2 separate regions of the Columba livia genome follow, and region 2 is linked to region 1. The links are chromatin contacts, called in public Hi-C maps. All regions are on one chromosome and are shown on one strand. Each heading gives the region's core, a stretch centred on a gene start, on an enhancer-like site or on the middle of the called end of the contact. The rest is flanking DNA. Distances are from core to core; before and after follow the strand shown.

Evidence for each region. A called contact is a pair of places that touch in the nucleus more often than the background predicts.
Region 2: a Hi-C map of liver shows a contact between it and region 1, with 2.6 times the contacts expected there. The contact joins the enhancer-like site here to the promoter of BHLHE23 in region 1. A contact is called at or near these places in 2 of 2 Hi-C or Micro-C datasets (crop and liver).

The regions. Positions count from the first base shown.
Region 1 is chr16:7,851,282-7,854,823 of bColLiv1.pat.W.v2, reverse strand. It overlaps BHLHE23 (basic helix-loop-helix family member e23), which reads right to left and starts at 1,726. Exons shown (of 1, transcript XM_021283807.2): 1 at 1-1,726. The coding sequence starts at 1,565. The coding sequence ends at 891. LOC110355767 (a long non-coding RNA gene) reads left to right here and starts at 1,741. Exons shown (of 2, transcript XR_010466585.1): 1 at 1,741-1,948; 2 at 3,512-3,542.
Region 2 is chr16:7,950,914-7,954,534 of bColLiv1.pat.W.v2, reverse strand. All of the region lies in intron 8 of DIDO1 (death inducer-obliterator 1), which reads right to left. Among named protein-coding and RNA genes, the nearest start is that of DIDO1, 28 kb to the right of the region's middle. Within about 2 kb of position 2,169, at least 1 of the 3 cell types and tissues checked has an H3K27ac peak away from gene starts, as active enhancers do.

The DNA.
Region 1 (3,542 bases), core at 477-2,976:
CTGCCAGCTCATTTTAGAGACATGTAGGACAGAGAAAGTTGTTATTCATGTCTTTTATTTATTATAAATACATATAAATATGTTACGTGACTTTTTTTTGCTTTGTTTATCATGATGAGCAACAACTTTGGAAAAAATCATCTGGAAAACTTAACCAAGCTGAGAAACAGGCAAAAAGCAAGCATTAGCATACAATCACAGGTTCCTCTCAGTTCAAGAAGAGGTTATTTTTTTTCCTTTTTCTTTTTAAGAAAAGAAAAAAGCGCATCTTATTTTGAAGCGCCTATTGTTTTATCAAGAGCCTTGACCTTCCCCCCTCCCATGAGCTGACTGAATGACATTTTCATTGGGATTCACGGCTGCAGTCCAACCCCAGCAGGCTACACAGGACACCCCCCCAAGATTCTGAAGCATTGCATAGTTTTGCAGCTGGATTTTGCTTCCCCCCCCTCCTTTTAAGCTATTTTTTAACACAGGTTGATCATGCCAAAGAAAACTCACTGAGATTTCCATCTCCAGATCTCTCTCCCTCCCTTTTTCTACAGTTTAGTTTAAAAACTGCTCAAAAACTTCATAGATGAGAGCAAGCAGAAACACAACATTATGCTCACAGTTCACTAACCGGCCGGGAAGGAAATAACTCTATAGATGAAGTTACATGTTGGGGTGGGGAGGGTTAACTGAAAGTTGAAAAGTGGATAGTTTTGGGGTCCACACAAACTGCCAAGTATTTCCAAATGGGGTGCAGGGAGGGGAGTATTTAAGAGAAGCAAACAAAAAGAAAACCCAGACTTAACTGATGGTAGGAAGCCAGGGCTGATGGTAGTGGAAAGAAAAGTGCAAAGAAAAAAAAAAAAAAAAACGAATAAAAACCAAAAAGAAGCCAGAAGTCAAGGCTTGTCATTACAGTGTTTGCAGAGGGCGGAGGTGGCTCCTGTGAAGGCAGTGCATTTCTCGGGGCAGCCGGGCAAGGCTGCGCTGCCGAACGGGTACACGGCCGACTGTCCGAAGGGGTTGAGGGTGGCGGGCAGCGGAGTGCTCAGCGTCTGGCCCTGGTTCAGATAAGCCACCAGCCGCCGCATCTCCTCCAGAGCCTGCGCCTGCATGAGGATGTAGTTCTTGGCCAGGAGCAGGGTGGCGATTTTGGAGAGTTTCCTCACCGAGGGGCTGTGGGCGTAAGGGATAACGGAGCGCAGCCCGTCCAGGGCATCGTTCAGGTCGTGCATCCTCCGCCGCTCCCGCGCGTTGATGCTGAGCCGCAGCGAGCGCTGCTCCTTCGGCTTCTTGCCCAGGGCTCCCCCCTTCAGCTTGCCCTCCCGCTCGAAGCCCGCACCGCCCTTCACCCCGGCTTCGAAGCCGTCCTCCTCATCGCCGCTCTGCTCGCCGCTGCTCTCCGCCGACTTGCCCAGCGCCCCGGGGTGAAAGTCCGTCCCGCCGCCTCCCGGGTATGTCCCCCGCGGACCCTCGGTACCGCCGCGGACGGTCCCGTAGGCGAAAGCCGATGGCCCATAGCCCGGGGCCAGCGCCAGGTACGTCTCGCCGCCCAGCGACTTGAGCTCGGCCATGGCCTTGGCGGGGAGAAGCCGCGCTCCGCCGCCTCAGCGTTGAGGATGATGAGGATGAAGAAGAGGAGGAGGCGGCCCCACTGCGCCCGGGCTGGGGGCGGGCAGTGAGCGCGGTACCGGCCCCGCCGCCGCTTATATCGGCGGAGATGGGCCCGGCGGGATTCCCCCGCCGCCCAATCAGCGGGGCGTGGGGGATATGGGGGAGCGGCTCTGCCCTCCCTCCGTGACCGGCTTCCCTCGCCCCCGGCCCCGCCACTGCAGCCCCGCGGCTTCCCCGGGCTCCCGGCGGAGAGGTCCCGGGGTCTGACGGGGCGACAGACACCCCTTGGTGGGCACCTGCGGGTGAAAGGAGACACTGCCCGAGGAGCAGCAGGACAAAACAGGTCTGGAAAGTGAGTGGGGGTGGACATGAATCGCTATTGAGCTTCTAGAACTCATATCCCTAGAGGGGGTTAAAAGATGGGGTGATGAGGTTCTTGGGGACGTGGTTTAGTGCCAGAGTTAGGTTAATGGTTGGAGTCTGTGATCTTGACAGTCTCTTTCAACCAAAACAATCCTATGATTTTGTATTTGCTGGCTGGGACAAGGCAGTGGAGGAGAAAATGAACAGCGCAGCAACAAGAGTCTTTACTTAATGGAAGCTGCACGTGGATGCTGGAAGGGCAGGGAAAGCATTGTGACTTTGCAGTCCAGCCTCTGGCTTGCAGTGTATGAACTCTTTGGAAACATAAGAGGAGTTTCAGCTCTTAGCAGGTGACAGTGCTGAGCTCCAGGCCTGTGAATTTGCTCTTTTCTCTTTCTAAAAGTAATGAGAAAAGGTGATGGTTGAACTGCTGCTTCATGCTGCCTCTCACCTTAGTCTTTGTCAGCCTCAAAGCAAATAAAGAAGTGATTGGGGAAGCAAAATATTTTTCTGGAGACTTTTCTAGCATCACTCTCAGGAAAAACTGGAGAAGGGAACACTCCCCCCCACCACAGACATGGGACCATGAACCACTCATGGTACATGTTGTGATGGGAGGCAAAGGCATGCAAGGTCTTGACAGCTGTGGGCATGGCTTGCTGATCAGGGCCTTTGATTTAGGTGGGGATGACAGAGGAGGCACCTGTTGCACTGAGAGATTTCCAAGGCAAAGGCTCCGTCTATTTCCATTTTCTTCAGAGATTCAATTTGTTCCTTCCTTCCATGTGTGTCTAAAAGAAATTTGATCCTTGGTGAATCAGTCCAGCTCTGAAGGGACTCTCTATCCTTCCCAGTTGCGAGTACCAGTAATCGAATGCTAAGCTGAGAAGGAAACAAACAGCTCCATGCAATGGCCTGTAGTGTGTGAGAAAACAACACTGGGGGAGGAATCCTTTCTGTGACCACTGGAGTGTCTGAACAACGGAAAAATCACATGGAGAATCCAAGGCAGACGTTGGCAAAGATGAGAACTGCAGAGGGAAGGATATTCAGGGTGCTTTGTCCCATATTCCTGCACTGAGATGACAGAGAGGGCTTAGTCTTTAATTGCAACAGAAAGACGTCCTAGTCTTTTTTTTTTTTCTCCCTAGGCTTCTGAGACTGCTTCCTAGTACTGAGCTTTGCTATAAAGATAGTATAAGGGCATTCCAGACTTTCTTCAAGCATGGCATGTACCTGGTCCAGGCCTCTTGAGTGCCTGATAGGAAGGATGGGATGAATCCTGTATCCTAATGTACAGATGCAAATAGGTGGATGTTGCCTACAGGCAGATGCAATCAGTTGATACAGATGTACCTGGTAGGTTATTTGCCGTAGTAAATAGTTTGGGTGTTAAGGTGACATGAGGCTTTTCCCAGAATGTGTGTTGTTTTCATCAGGCCCTCTACAAAGCGTAGTTAGCTTGTCCTCTTCCCATCAGCTCCCTTTACGCAGCGGGCTAACGTGAAATGACGAGCTTGTCTCTCTTCCTTCTCCACATCAGAGCCAAGAGCACCGAGATCTGTGGTGACACA
Region 2 (3,621 bases), core at 920-3,419, 99 kb before region 1:
TTTCAAGGAGTTAATTCAGATGCCAGAAGTAATTTAGTTACAACAGTATCGAACCTGACACAGGCTTGTTTATCCTATGGGGGAGCAAGGGCAGTAAGTTTAACTACCATTTCAGTCCTTGCAGACAAACATACTTATGACTTAAGAACAGCTCCTCAGTTAAAGTAAATATTTTTTTATAGTTAGTAGTTGAGTATTTTTAATAGCTGAACCAAGAGCAGAATATCCACATACACTGCACTCGGCTGAACAGTCACAACTTAAGTTGGTTCAATCTTGCCTGAAGAGAAGCATTAAACTGGCACCAGTCTGTGTGCAGACGAGGCCTTATTTTTTGTTTTCACAACACTACAGCTTCCTACACCACTTCTACCTCCCGAGTCATAACTGCTGTCCCGAGTGTAACACATTTCCCCTGCTGTCTTTACAGTGATATATTTTCTTTCTTTCCTGTCATCATACTGTTATGACAGAAAAACAGAAATTACACGAGAAAAAAAAAAAGCATAAATTATGTATGCTATAATCTAAGCATTTTGGTAGGCACATTTTCTGATGTATCCCAATATCACTGTATTCCCTTTACGTCTCCGTATTTTGTTAGACGTGTACAGGAACAAAGCAGCCCAAGTGCCCCTTGTACCTGTGATTTTTAACTTTGTGAATAGGTCTTGGGTGTAGGAAAATTTAGCTGCAGAAGAAATGAAGAAAACTGAAGGGGATAATAAAAGGAAATTTATATCGCCCGAGGCAGGGTGCTACAAACCCGCCCTTCCACCTCCAGGAGGTGGCAGCATTAAGCTCTCTCCATAATTTACTGCTGTAAAACAGGAGGTACTACAAACACAGGACATCCTGTATTTAAGTCTAAGAAGGTCAATCAGCTGAACCTCAAAGATTTGAAGCACTGATGGGTAGTTATTATAGTATACTTATAACTAGGTAGTTTAAAAATCTGGATACTGCAAACATCTACCATTTTCTCCTCCTTCTGGATTCACTTGCTATTTTAAAACTGCTCATACATTTGCTGCTGACTTCTATTTGACAATTAACAGCAAAAATACAGAAAAAAGTCTCAAGTTTTGCTCTATCAAGCGGAAAACCTGAGTTCAGGTGCTTCAGACATACACACTGATACTGCTGAGAAACTTCTGCATCAGCAAACATCAGGTTTGAAGGGTTCCTTTACCCCCTTTTCACAGGGCAGCAGTGAATGTAGTGGGCAAACACTGTTACAAATGCAAAACATGATATTAATTAGTGTAAAACTAAGTATAGAAGTTCTCAGCAGAGTCACACAAGGAGTGGATGCAAACTGCTTTTGTAGCTCCTTCTGGAAAAACGTGTTTATGCTGTTTAAAGATTGTCCTCCTTCAGTATAACTAAAAATAATGGCTCCTGTTATTGTAAGATGTATGTTAATCTGCTACCACACTGAAACGTTTCAGTAATCGTTTTGGGTGGTGCTTCCTCACAAACACCTACATGATTTTAATAGATGATGAGTCCGTTTTGCTTTTGTTGTGAATTTTATATGTCCTTTGATATGACCTACATATTGATAATTAACACTCACATGACAAATTCAGGATTTCTACCAAAACTTGAATTTCTGAACGTTCCTAGATCTCAACAATCCGTATACTTGTATCAATTTGGAAGCTAGGATGACTTTTGAAATTCAATGTAAAAACTGAGCACCGCATATTATTTTCCTAACAAAATTAAAAGCAACATTTCTGAAAGGGAATGTGATGCAGAGCTTATCTCTTCTTACATGTGTAGCTCAAACACTGTTTGCAACTTTAAAAGCACTTGTACTTAATATTCGCTTATCAAAGCAAGTTCAAGGTATTTCCCACTCTAGTTACTAAGTGGATAAACAGGATTCTATGATTCTGTTCACTGGGAACATCAAGATGTTGGACAGTCTTAACCAGGCTCCAGATTTTGGTGTACAAAGATAATTTCAAGTACAGCCCTAACTTATCCCCAAAAAAGCTACCGAAAAAAAAATTAGGAAACAAAGAAACACGAATGAGTGGGGTAGCAGAGAAAAAGAAATCACTGCTCTACGTAACTGCATACTACTAGCACCAAATAGCCACCTTCTTTTTTTTTAAATACAGAACAGTTTGGGAGGAGAAAAGGTGTCCTGGTGGAAGGGTTTAGATGCAAAGGGTTTAGATGCAAAGGGTTTAGATGCAAAGGGTTTAGGTACTCTATGCCCCTATCGCCCAGTACGTCTGTAAGAGTGGCTTGATCTTCTTGCTACGACTTAAAACTACTGCCATACATAACAAGAAAATCTTGTATCTGACGAGTACAGAGTAAACATATAAAGTAAATTCATGTATAAAATATGATAAACAGACCGCTGGACAGAGTATTAGAGAGTAACTCTGTTAATCGCATTAAGTTTCCTTAATTCCTAAAATGCCGCGTGCACTGAAGTCACAAGAAAGGCTTTGCAGAACATGGCTTGAGGCTGTGGGAGAACGCAGGCTGTGGTTTGAAATACTGTATTCAGAAGATGCCGGCCTTGGCCTCCTCTATGAGACCTTCAGTCCAAACGTTAGACACCCAGATGTCTGAACTAGTCAAATGTCTTTCAAAATCAATGCTCAGAAATAAGCATTTCTAAACAGTGAGTCACCTTTTTTCCAAGATTAGTGTCTAAACCAGATTATATGTTTTGCCCACTGACGGTGTTTGTCTTGACAGACTAGTTAGACTTAAGTAATTCTAACTTTTAGATACTTGAAGTGAAGTGAGACGCCTCATATGAACTTCCACAATGCTGTAACTTCTATGATTTGAACGGTATATAAAGATTTGTTAAAGAAATGAAATCTTGTAGAAGGCGCTTAAAGATGATGCAATAGCAGCTTCTCAGGAAGATTACAGATCAGACCCACTCAATCAAAAAGCAGGACAGGTTTTTCCACAAATACACAATTTCCCTGGCAATTCAGTAATGGCACAGTCTCCGCGTATTTGTACAACTTACCTTAATAACAGCATCTGAAGTTCTTCCTTGCATTTGATACGAGGTTTCTTCATCACATGAACTAGGTGGTTTTCTATTTGTTATTAAAGTCTGGTATATACATATTTTTGAACCATTTTAACTACAGGAATCCAGTTTTCTACTGGAATTGATTAAAACTGTATAACTGCCAGTGTGGTAAAACTTAAGAGCAACCCCCCTTAAAAAAACTTCAAACTTACTGCCCGAAAACCTGTATTCCTGTCTCCTGGAAAAAAAACCTATGGCAATAAGGACATTTTAACTGATTTGGTTATGAGACAAAGTGTCACTGAAATCTGACATGTAAAATAAGCCCTTATAGATTCCTTTATAGCTTTCTCTCCTAATTTTAGTTATGTTTAAACCCTACTGTTACTGACCAAAAAAACAAAAACAAAAAAACAAACAAGCTACAATTTCTTTAAAAGAAACTTAAAAAAAATGCAAGTTTATCAATATATGTATCTTAAGCATTCACTATAAAAAAGGCAAGGGGTCCAAGTAACAAAATATGCAACAAAAATTTGCCCGGAAAAATCATGACCATTTAAATATTTGATGTCGGTAAATACAAATAAAATATACTT